Regions from separate parts of the Mus musculus genome. Here all the other regions are linked to region 2. A link is a contact called in public HiCAR-type and HiChIP or PLAC-seq data. All regions are on one chromosome and are shown on one strand. Each heading gives the region's core, a stretch centred on a gene start, on an enhancer-like site or on the middle of the called end of the contact. The rest is flanking DNA. Distances are from core to core; before and after follow the strand shown.

What was found. HiCAR-type assays count read pairs that join an accessible place to other places. HiChIP or PLAC-seq counts read pairs in DNA pulled down with a chosen protein or histone mark.
Region 1: a contact with region 2 is called in an H3K4me3 HiChIP or PLAC-seq map of bone marrow-derived macrophages, with 3 times the contacts expected there. The contact joins the enhancer-like site here to the promoter of Dnttip1 in region 2. A contact is called at or near these places in 3 of 39 promoter capture datasets (hippocampal neurons, liver and pre-B cells), 2 of 484 Hi-C or Micro-C datasets (the G1E-ER4 cell line and cortical neurons), 1 of 115 datasets of contacts at active chromatin or transcription factors (bone marrow-derived macrophages) and 1 of 9 other capture datasets (pancreatic islet).
Region 3: a HiCAR-type map of astrocytes shows a contact between it and region 2, with 3 times the contacts expected there. The contact joins the promoter of Stk4 here to the promoter of Dnttip1 in region 2. A contact is called at or near these places in 3 of 39 promoter capture datasets (hippocampal neurons, liver and pre-B cells) and 3 of 115 datasets of contacts at active chromatin or transcription factors (astrocytes, bone marrow-derived macrophages and embryonic midbrain).

What each region holds. Positions count from the first base shown.
Region 1 is chr2:164,092,171-164,095,608 of GRCm38.p6, reverse strand. All of the region lies in intron 5 of Stk4 (serine/threonine kinase 4), which reads right to left. Among named protein-coding and RNA genes, the nearest start is that of Stk4, 20 kb to the right of the region's middle. Within about 2 kb of position 1,643, at least 28 of the 459 cell types and tissues checked have an H3K27ac peak or open chromatin away from gene starts, as enhancers often do. A contact at or near this core is called in bone marrow-derived macrophages and pre-B cells, where this site is marked.
Region 2 is chr2:164,743,553-164,747,308 of GRCm38.p6, reverse strand. Dnttip1 (deoxynucleotidyltransferase, terminal, interacting protein 1) reads right to left here and starts at 1,294. Exons shown (of 13, transcript NM_133763.1): 1 at 1,151-1,294; 2 at 532-602. The coding sequence starts at 1,255. It also overlaps a transcript of Wfdc3 not described here.
Region 3 is chr2:164,072,477-164,075,804 of GRCm38.p6, reverse strand. Stk4 (serine/threonine kinase 4) reads right to left here and starts at 1,667. Exons shown (of 11, transcript NM_021420.4): 1 at 1,558-1,667. The coding sequence starts at 1,592.

The sequences.
Region 1 (3,438 bases), core at 394-2,893, 650 kb after region 2:
AGATGGCTCAGCGGTTGAGAGCACTGACTGCTCTTCCAGAGGTCCTGAGTTCAATTCCCAGCAACCACATGATGGCTCACAACCATCTATAATGGAATCTGATGCCCTCTTCTGGTGTGTCTGAAGACAGTTACCGTGTACTCATACATATAAAATAAATAAATAAATAAACAAATCTTAAAAAAAAAAAAAAAAAAAAAAGAAAGTCAAATGGCCAAGAACCATAAAGATTTTCAATTATTAAAATACAGTTATTAAAATTTTTTAAATTTAAACTAGTACTAATAAAAAACATACATGAAACATCTGATCACTGGAGTATGAGAAAGTACAACCTCACCAACTGGCAATATTTAGTAAACTTTTTTAAAATATCTATATCTCTCTAACCAAGTATCTTTCTAGACATTTACCTTACATGTGAGTACCCTAAACCATACACACAAAAGTAGAATGTTCAAGTGACTACCAAGCCAGGGACACCTCTACCTCAGCTACTCCAAAGGCCACCTGAACAACATAGCTCAAGATCAAGACAATGCTGCGGTACTCTGTCTCAATAATTAAGCACCTAACCTGAGTTACATAACAATAATAAAAATAATTTTTTAAGAAATCACCACACAGGTGCCTAACACTTGTAATCTGAGTCCTCAGGGAGCTGAGGTAAGAAGATCTCAGAGAATTCAAGGCCAGCCTGGACTGCACAGTGAGTTCCAGAATGGCAGGGAACCTAGAATGAAACCTAGTCTCAAAATCATAAATAAGTAAGACCAGCCTTTAATCTCAGCATCCAAGGCGGCAGAGGCAAACAGATCTTTGTGCATGCTTTCTAGGCCATTCTGATCTACATAGCAAGTTCCAGGCCAGCCAGGAATACCTAGTAAGACCCTGCTCAAAAAGAAAAATAAATATTACAATACATACGTATATACTGAAATACCATGTTAAAAATTCTCTCAAGAGGCAGGCAGAGTGAACATTCACCTACAGCCCACACACGAGAGACACAGCAAAAGGCTCTTAATTTTGAGGATAGACAGAACTAAATAGCAAACCTCTATTTCAAATGAAAACAGGTATGGAAAACGTGTAAGCTATTGCAACACCAAAAGAAATAGTTTACAAAATATTGAAGAATACAGCTTTATTTCTGTGAAAACAAAACAACAGTCAAGAGAATGCAACACCCAGTCAACAGAAACGCCAGGGCCGCACAAGAGCAGCCTGGAGTGATAAGCACTGTTAGGAACGGTCACAGCTAGAGGGCAGAGCTACTCAGATGTTTTCCTTCTTACACTCGGTAACACTCCCTTGGTTTATATGTGCAATTAGAAAAATCGTCTTAAAGCTGAGATATAAAAAATGGTCCCAAGGTTCCCCTGTGGTTTGAAGAAGGGTATATGGCACTTACTACACTAATAAGCAGGTAAACGCTTTCCCAGAATCTTGCTACAACTGATGCACAGTTAGGGAGAGGACTTCCAAACCCAGCAAAGATACAGACAAGTCTCCCATCCCTATTCCCATACTCCTGAAGTGCCTGTGACTTAGGTTATGTCAGTTAGGAGCAATGACAGATGGCACTTCTAAGCTAACCTCACACTGTCCACCAAATTTAAAACAACAACAACAAAGGAAACAACTTGGGCTTAATCATTTCCTTAGCAGAAACCTCAAACTTGCCAGCATGTTTTCAAATGGTGATACCCAGAGTTATTTTTACTAGATTATTTAAACCAGAAGTGGATAGCTACATAAAGGAAAGTGTTTTGAGAATTATGTAACCTGTGTATCCTAAACTCCAATTAGTTACAGAGTTATTAAGTACAACAGAGCAACAGAAAGCGTTAAACCCAAAAACTGGCTCATATAACTATATACGCACACAATCAAAAGCCCGTCAGCTCTCTATGCCACACAGACAATTTAACATGCTTTCAAACCAGTGTGAGAAGGACAGAATATCCCCAAACTACAAAGCACTGGCCAAGGGTGGTGGCACAAACCTTTAACCCCAGCATTTGGAGCTAGAGGCAGGCAGATCTCTCTGAGTTCAAGGCCACCTGGTCTATATCAAAGTTCTAGACCAGCCAGTACTATGTAATGATACCCTATCTCAGTGGAGGAGGAAGAGGAGGAGGAAGAGGAGGAAGAGGAAGAAAAAGAGGAGGAGGAAGAGGAGGAAGAGGAACAGAAACAAACTAAAACCTAGGTAGTCATGTATGAAACTCTAAACTTAAATTCCATCTAGGGCTGGTGAGATGGCTCAGTGGGTAAGAGCACTGACTGCTCTTCCGAAGGTCCTGAGTTCAAATCCCCGAACCACATGGTGGCTCACAACCATCTGTAATGAGATCTGACGCCCACTTCTGGTGTTTCTAAAGACAGCTACAGTGTACTTATGTATAATAATAAACAAATCTTTAAAAAAAATTCTATCTAATACTTTTACCAAAATAAGTTCAAATAAGGTAACTCTCAAATATAGAAAACAAAGCCCAGAAGAATACTGAAGTATAGATGAACTGGTATATGGTGCTGGAACAGAACACCAAAGATAAAAATCCAGAGAGAGATGGAGACAGATATTGATTTTCCTTAAAAAAAAAAAAAACTTTAGAAACTAAAGGACAAGCAGGCCGGCCAGCTCAGTGGTTAGGAACACTCCCTAGTCTTCTGGAGGACCTGAATTTGGCTCCCAACAACCATGTGGCTCCCAACCACCTATAACTCCAGCTCCAAAAGATCCAACACCCTCTTCTGGCTTTCCAAAGGCACTGCACCCAACACACAAAAATAAAACTTTAAAATACAAATTTGAGAGGGGTGTGTGTGTGTGTGTGTATGTATGTGAGAGAGAGAGAGAGAGAGACAGACAGACAGACAGACAGACAGACAGACAGAATGAATGAATAAACATGAATCTGAGATGGGGATAGAATATGAATCTAAGCCTGCCCAGCCGGTCCTTAGTTCACTCTTGTACTCTAAGCAGCCCTGACAGACGGAGGCTTCAAGACCAAGCTACACAGGGAATTCCAGGCCAGCCTTGGCTACAGGATGAGGCTGTGCCTAAAAGGGAGGGAAGGAACCCAGAGTGATGAGGCACACACTCTGCACCCGGGAGGCAGAAGCAGGGCCTCTGAGTTTGAGGTCAGCCTGGTTTACAGAGGCCAGAGAGGGCTACACAGTAAGAACTTGTCTTTTGAAAGTTAAAGGGTTTTTTGTTTTGTTTTTTTTTTTGGGGGGGGGGCCAATTATCCTAAGGACAAAAATCAAATACGCACTAAAAACTCCAGCTCCTGACGCTTACCACACATCCCCACCACACTGTGGCTGTAGGAACTTAAACAGCAAGGTCAGTGAGCACCCAGTGTGCAACAGCACACTCACACATGAAACCCAAGCTGCATCACACACTGAGTCTCACAGATA
Region 2 (3,756 bases), core at 45-2,544:
ACATATTTTTTCTTTTCCTTTTTTAGAGACAGAGTCTCACTATGTAGTCTGGTTGTCTTGGAACTCACTACATAGATCAGGCTGGCCTTAAACTCACAGAGGTCTGCCTGCCTCTGCCAAGTATTGTAATTAATAAATGATTATCACTATCCCAGGTCAAAAATACAAGAAGAATTCCCAAGGCCCATCCCTTCCCCAGGCTGGATGCCCCATGTCAAAGCTGAGAAAACAGAGTCTAAGAAAAGCTAAAGGCTTGTGTTAACAAACATCTCAGTCTGCATTAGAACAGATGTCTGTAATCTTGAATTCACATCCTCTGACTTACAGACTTCAATCACGGAGACAGACTAGACGTTCATTCCTTCCCTGCTTGGTTAGGATGTGGACCTGACAAGGTGACAGGAAGTTACAGCCTCCCCACTCCTGTGCTCTTTACGGGCTGTTGATCTCAGACTCCTACAGTGGGGTTCCCAAAGCACTCACTGCAGTCCACACAACTGGATCTCAGGTCTCACCCAGGTCGAGCCTTACCTTGTGGTCATCTGAGATCGGCGGCCCCTTCGCTGCACCTGCCGATGTTTTATCATTATGTTCCAAGGGTTCTGTTGGGGACCAAGTGGGCAAATGTCACCGAGGCTTCTCATAGTGAGGATGAGGAGAAAGTGAGTATGGCGCTAAACCTAGACGTTCCTGCTTCTCACTTCTCCCACCTTGGGGTGAAGGGGAATTAATTCAGTGGCTGGAAGACCCTGTCAGGGTGGAGGAACTGGGAAAATGTTTTCTGTCACCAATGTCCAAAGCTCGCTTTTTCTGGAAGAGCAAGAGGAAGGGCAGCAGTGTTTACCTAGGGTCTACTATGAGGCGGGTGACGAGTCAGGGCGTTCTACCCGCCTTTATCAGCCCATCCCACCACAACTCCAGCAAGCTCGGGTTATTGCTGTTCATTTCACAGAAGAGAAACCTGGCGCTCAGAGGGTGTCACATCAGGCCCACGTCACCTAGCTACAATCTGAATCCAGCTTGTAGCGGCACTGAGAAAACGACATTCCCAGGGCCGCACGGCCGCCGCGTTCTTTCGCCCGCGGGCCCGGGGCCCGGGAGCCCGAGGCCCTGCCCGGCCCGAGCCCCGGCCTCGCCCGGGCGCCCTCACCGTGAGAACCGGCTGGCCCGCCGCGCCCGCGTCGCCCAGCTCCAGGCCACCTCGCTCCGCCCCGCCGGGGCCCCGCGGCTGCTCGGTGTCGCCAGTCGCCCCCATGGCGCCCCCCGGCCCACAACAACCTCAGCTCGACTCAGCCACCGGAAAGCGGCGCCGTGACGTCACGGGAGCGCCCGAGCCACCCGGCCGGAAGCGCGACGCGCGTGCGCCGTGGGGTTGCTATGGGAACCGAACTGCCGCCTAGGAGCCACCTCGTCTTTGGTGTCGGGGACGACGTTGAGGCTTCCAGACCCCTGGGAGACAACGGCTGGGGACCGAGTGTGGGTGTTCGGGGGCCATTCAGTCAAGGGACGAGGGCGGTGTGAGGGCAGCAGAGCATACACTTCAGCGGGGGAGCACGGGGCTTCGGATGAGGGCAGCCCGAAGTTCAATCTTTGAAAACCGCAGGAACATCTGAAATCTTAGCACAGCCTCCCCCGAATTGGAGTAGTCTGACTCAGGAACCGGGAAAGCCAACAAAAGAAGGGGTTGTTGGTGCCACCCTAAATACCCAAACACCTAAACACCATACTACTAGCCTTTGCGGGCTGCCGCTTGTGTCGAAAGGCATCAGAATGAAAGTTGGGTTTTGGCTTGTGAACTAGTCCTGTTGCAGAGAGCTGGCCTTCTCTCCCCTAGATGGTTGATTCTGGGATAGGTAGGGGATGAAAGGTTTAACAACTGTGGCGTTCTCCAGAGCTCCTCTTAGCACTACCTCAGAGAGGTAAGCTGTCTGTGAAAGAATTCGGATTCAGTTACGGGTGATAAAATAACTCTTCTCGGGTCACAAGAAGCAGGTAGTGTAACGTATATGAATTTTGTGTTAGGAAAGATCTAGATTCCAACCTGATGTGATATGATCGTTAACGTTGGATAGGGCCTGGTGTGATAACATAACCCCAACACCGAGGAAGGAAGTAGCTGTGGTGTAGAGCTGTCTCAAAGCCAAAGGCTAAGAACATTGGCTGTGGGACTGGATCGCTTACCGCTATTCTCCTGCATACTAATTGCACGGTCATTCGTCCACAGTTTCAAGTATTCCAGCCTGGACCATGTAACTAAGGATCTGCCTCCACCTCCACAATGCCGGTTCACAGGCATGCCACAGTCCACGTTTGGTTTATGTCGTGTTGGAAATTGACCCCAGAGTCGTCATATGGTTGATACTAGGGCTGGATTATTTTATGCAAAGCACTTAAAACTTTGGTATAAGTAACTCCTTAAATTATTCTAATATAATAGTAATTTCCAGCAACCGTCACTTAAGGACTTTTTCCTCTGAAATATTATTGTATGTATTAAAATACTGCATATAAAACACATATTAGATAATCAACAATGCCAGTTTTGTTCCATGTTCCAACGTCCACTTTTATTTTTTTAGGTTTACTTATGTGTATGAGTGTTTTGCTGGTATGCATGTATGTATGTACATCATTTATGTACCTGGTATCCGCAGAGGTCAGAATAGGGTATTGGATCCTTTGGAAATAAAGTTATGGATAATTGTAAATTTCCCTGTGGGTGCTGGGAACTGAACCCTGGTCCTCTACAAGAGCAACACATGCTCCATGACTGCTGGGCCATCTTTCTAGCCCCAACATCCACCTTTTAACAAGGCACTTCCTTGCTTTAAACAATGGTGGCTTTTTTGTTTTTGTTTTCCCTTAGGCAAGACCCTCCTCTGTAGCTCTAGGCTGAGCTTCAATTTAGGCCCAAGCTGACAGTGTAATCTACCTGTCTCTCTCTGCCTTCCCAAGACTGGAATGGCAAGCAGACACTACCATGCCTGGCTTTGGATATATGAAGATAGTCTTTTGTTGTTACGTTTTTACCTGTACTCTGCCCTTAACCTTACTGGGCTCAGCGGTGTCACTGGACACTATTAGATATCACAGCCAATGGAGGACATGTGCTATACAAATAAAAAGAAGCAGGGGAGAAGGTGACAGAGGAGACATGAAAGACCGAGTCATCGCAGCTGCCCTCTCTAATTTTGATGACTATCTTTCATTTTGTCTAAGAGTGGCATATGTGGTCCACAGGGACCAAGCTGCAACCCTTTTGTTTTCTCATATTGATGCTGAAACACTCCGATGCTCCTCTTCCCGGAGTTGGACATGGTGTCAGGCTTAAGTTACATCATTAGCTCGGCTATTTTCTTCTTAAGTTGTCTTTCCAGTTCCTCCCTGTCGAGGACTAGGTGCAGAGGCCCCTCTCCAGCCCATGGACGGAACAAGGAACACTGAGCTTTTGTTCCCATCAGGGTCATTCTTGGCAAAGCCAGCAATGGACTGGCGCCAGGGCTCTGGGGGGCTGAGGCCAGGTTTCCACGTAAGCTGTGGTTAAATGTTCCAGACCTTGAGACATGAAATGCTTTGCTTACTGTACCAGAATATACCTTGCAAAAGAGGAGCTAGTGCTCCCTGTAATTCTGCTGTAACTACCTGTAACCTACTGGTTTGTATTCTGCTTCTCCATCCGAGGCTATGTAAAGAGTGGTGACATTAATAAACTTGCTGGCTTGAGTCATCGGCCATTGACCCTTCACACCCCCAGCT
Region 3 (3,328 bases), core at 418-2,917, 670 kb after region 2:
TACAAAGAAAGACCCAATGTAACAGGTAACTTCCAGAGAGACATCAGAGTAAAAAAGCTAAGCGCAAGGATTTTAAGACTAGATCACCAGATGTTAACACCCCAACTGTGCCTCTAACTATGGAGCAGCTAACAAGTGGCCTGCCTCTCTGTGCCCTGGCTTTATCCTCTTTACACTAAGGATACAGGGATATCCTCCTTATATGATAGTTGCGAAGGCTAGCTGCGCCAGTAAGGTGTACCATGTTTACAAGTTCAAAACACCAGCAATTTCCTATGGCTGAACAGGCAAGCTGGAAAGCAATGAAACAGTGCCTGCCGCCCTGCAGCATTCTCTGGCTGTAATTAATAAGTACTCCTTTGAGTGCCTCAGCACACCACACTAAGTCAAACCTGAGCCCATCTCAACAAGCTGTTTGTTTGATTCCATGTTTGTGTACTTCCAACAGACCCTGCCTCCCCTAAGAGTGCTGCCCAGGCTTTCACACACACACACACACACACACACACACACACACACACACACACCACCTCTCCGGTGCCCGGCACTCCCTTACTCTGAACACTTCCTATTTTAGTGCTCATTCTGCTGCAGGAAGTCAAATGTCTTCTCTGTGAAACCCAAGTTTTTAGCTGTGTCTGAGAGAAGCACGACTCCCTCAGGCTCTAGGCTTTTTTTCTCCAGGTGAGACGGGGAGTGGTCCAGCACAACAGCAGTCAGTTCATCTTGACCCAAAACAACTCTAGATACTTCTAGAATCTAGAGCCAAGAGAGTATCGAAACAGAATTTGAACAGGACAAAGTCTGGCTGAGCCTACTGTGTCTAAACTCTATTTATTGGACCTCAGATTACCCACTCCCGGGTTGGTGTTTGTTTGTTTGTTTGTTTGTTCTTTATCAACGTCCCAACTTTGGGTGTTGGAAGGCTGAGGACGATTTGAAAAAAAGTAGGCAGTCACTCATGAACTCAGTAATAAAAGCCATTACCGCCATCACTACTAATACATCATCCTACATGGGGCGGACACCCTGAAGCCCCTTGGAAACTCTAGCCCCCCATAACCCTTTCTCCATTACTAGAACCGTGAAACGTTGGTACTGACACAGTAAGGCAGTTAGGAGCAATGACTTGGGACAGAACCACCAGGACCCAAAATCCCCGCTCCACCCCTTACTTAGCCATGGGACCTCCAATCAATGTTTCTAACGACTTCTGCCTCGAAAGCGAAGCAACAGGGTTAAGTCCTCGCTCACCCGGCCTCAGCATTCGCCCCTACATCCTCGGGTCCCTTCTTGGGGCGCCTTCCCCGGCCTCTGCTGGGGTCTCCCCTAACTTGTCCGCACGTTGCCCAGAGAGTGCTCTCTCTAAGCAAAACCACTTCTGCCCGGGCCAGCGGACGCTCCCTCCTCTCTCGGCAGGTGCTACTGCAGCCCGGTCACCAGCCTCGCGGGTCCCTCTCCTCCCGGCCCGAGCTCGCACGCCGGGGTCTACCCTCAGCAAGCTCGCGCCTTCTCTCCTCACCCAACTCTCTTGCCTCTCAGCCTACGGCCCCTCACCTGCGCGGTGGGTTCCTCAGCTGCACGGTCTCCATGGCGCTGCCGGCAGCCGCCCAGACTGCCTCAATGCTCCATCCTCCCGGAGCCCGCCCCGCGAACCCTCCCACACTTCCGCTTTCCGCCCCTACCGGAAGCGAGAGGAGGCTGGGCGGAGCGGCGGGAGTCACGTGGCACAGTGGCGGGCGGATACAGAAGTCAGAAAGCCGAAGAGGTGCCTCTCGGGCGGCCTCTAGTGGCCCGAGTGTCAGCGACACCCTCTCCTTGACTTGCCTTTGGACTGAATACTTTCAAGCCTGACTCCTTGAGGGTTCTCCAGTTTCTCAGATGGGGAGGCTGTTAGCAAAGCACGGGCTTGATAAGTGAGTTCTTAAAATATATATATATAAATATATATATATATTTATATATATGTATATATATATTTATATATGTGTGTATATATATATTTATATATGTGTGTATATATATATTTATATATGTGTATATATATATATTTATATATATTTATATATATTTATATATATTTATATATATTTATATATATATTTTATATATGTGTGTGTGTGTATATATATATTTATATATATTTATATATATATATTATATATATATATATATATAGAGAGAGAGAGAGAGAGAGAGAGAGAAAGAAAAAGAAGTGAGTTCATATTAGGGCCAAGGGGAAAAGCCCCAAGCCCTCTGTAAACTAGGGCGCAGTCAAGAAACCATCAAAATCTCTGCTCCAAGACTGGAGAGGTTTTATTGTAGATGAGACCAAACAGCATCTGGAAGACTCCTGAGCAGAGAGAAAAAAACAGACTGGCCAAGGCCAGGGCTATATCTTCCGGGCAGAAAAAATTAGCGAAGAGGGAGAAGAGCCGGTCGGGACCTTGCTGTAGCGTAACTGCTGCGGAGGGGAGTGTGCAAGTTGTAATCTGGAACAGCCTGGGAGCATAGTGGAGGAGGTAAGGAGGGCCAGGCTGCTTTGCTACTCATAACAGATATATGTTACTAGGGACCAAGGACCCTGCAGGTTAGCTTGGCTTAAGTCTCCTTTACCAAAGGCAAGGACGATAAAGGAGTGACTCCTTTTGGTAGACAGAAACCAACAGGTTACAGAGGACTACTCGGGTCTGTCCACCAGCAATCCTTTTGTTTACACTTTCAATATTCAACACAAGCCTTCCCTTTTGGGGGAGGAATTGGGGGTTCGCTTTGGACCTGGCACACCCCCAAAAACGGAAAGATCCACTAATTTAGTCCAAAATGACAGTCTAGACTCAGCTCAAGCCGATAGGGTTATTGACAAAAATAAAGCTCAAGGGCTGGAGGGGTGGCTCAGTGGTTAAGAGCACTGACTGCTCTTGAAGAGGTTCTGAGTTCCATTCCCAGCAACCACATGGTGGCTCACAACCTGTAATGGGATCTGATGTCCTCTTCTGGCGTGTGACTGAAGACAGCTGCAGTGTACTCACATACATAAAATCAATAAATCTTTTTAAAAAAATAAAACTCACAGATTTCTGAAGTTCCGTCGCTGAGCCCTCACCGTTCTGTTTTTAGGGGCGTAGTGGGTATATTTTTAGTTTAGGGTTGTTTGTAGGGATTTGTTTGAAGCAGCATCTGTATATTCCCTGACTGGCCTGGAACATGCTATGTAGACCAGGCTGGCCTCAAATTCAGAAACCAACCTGCCTCTACCTCCTAAGTGCCGGGATTAAAGCGTCCACCACCAAGCCCAGCTCCAGTGTTATCCATGTGTATTCACTGT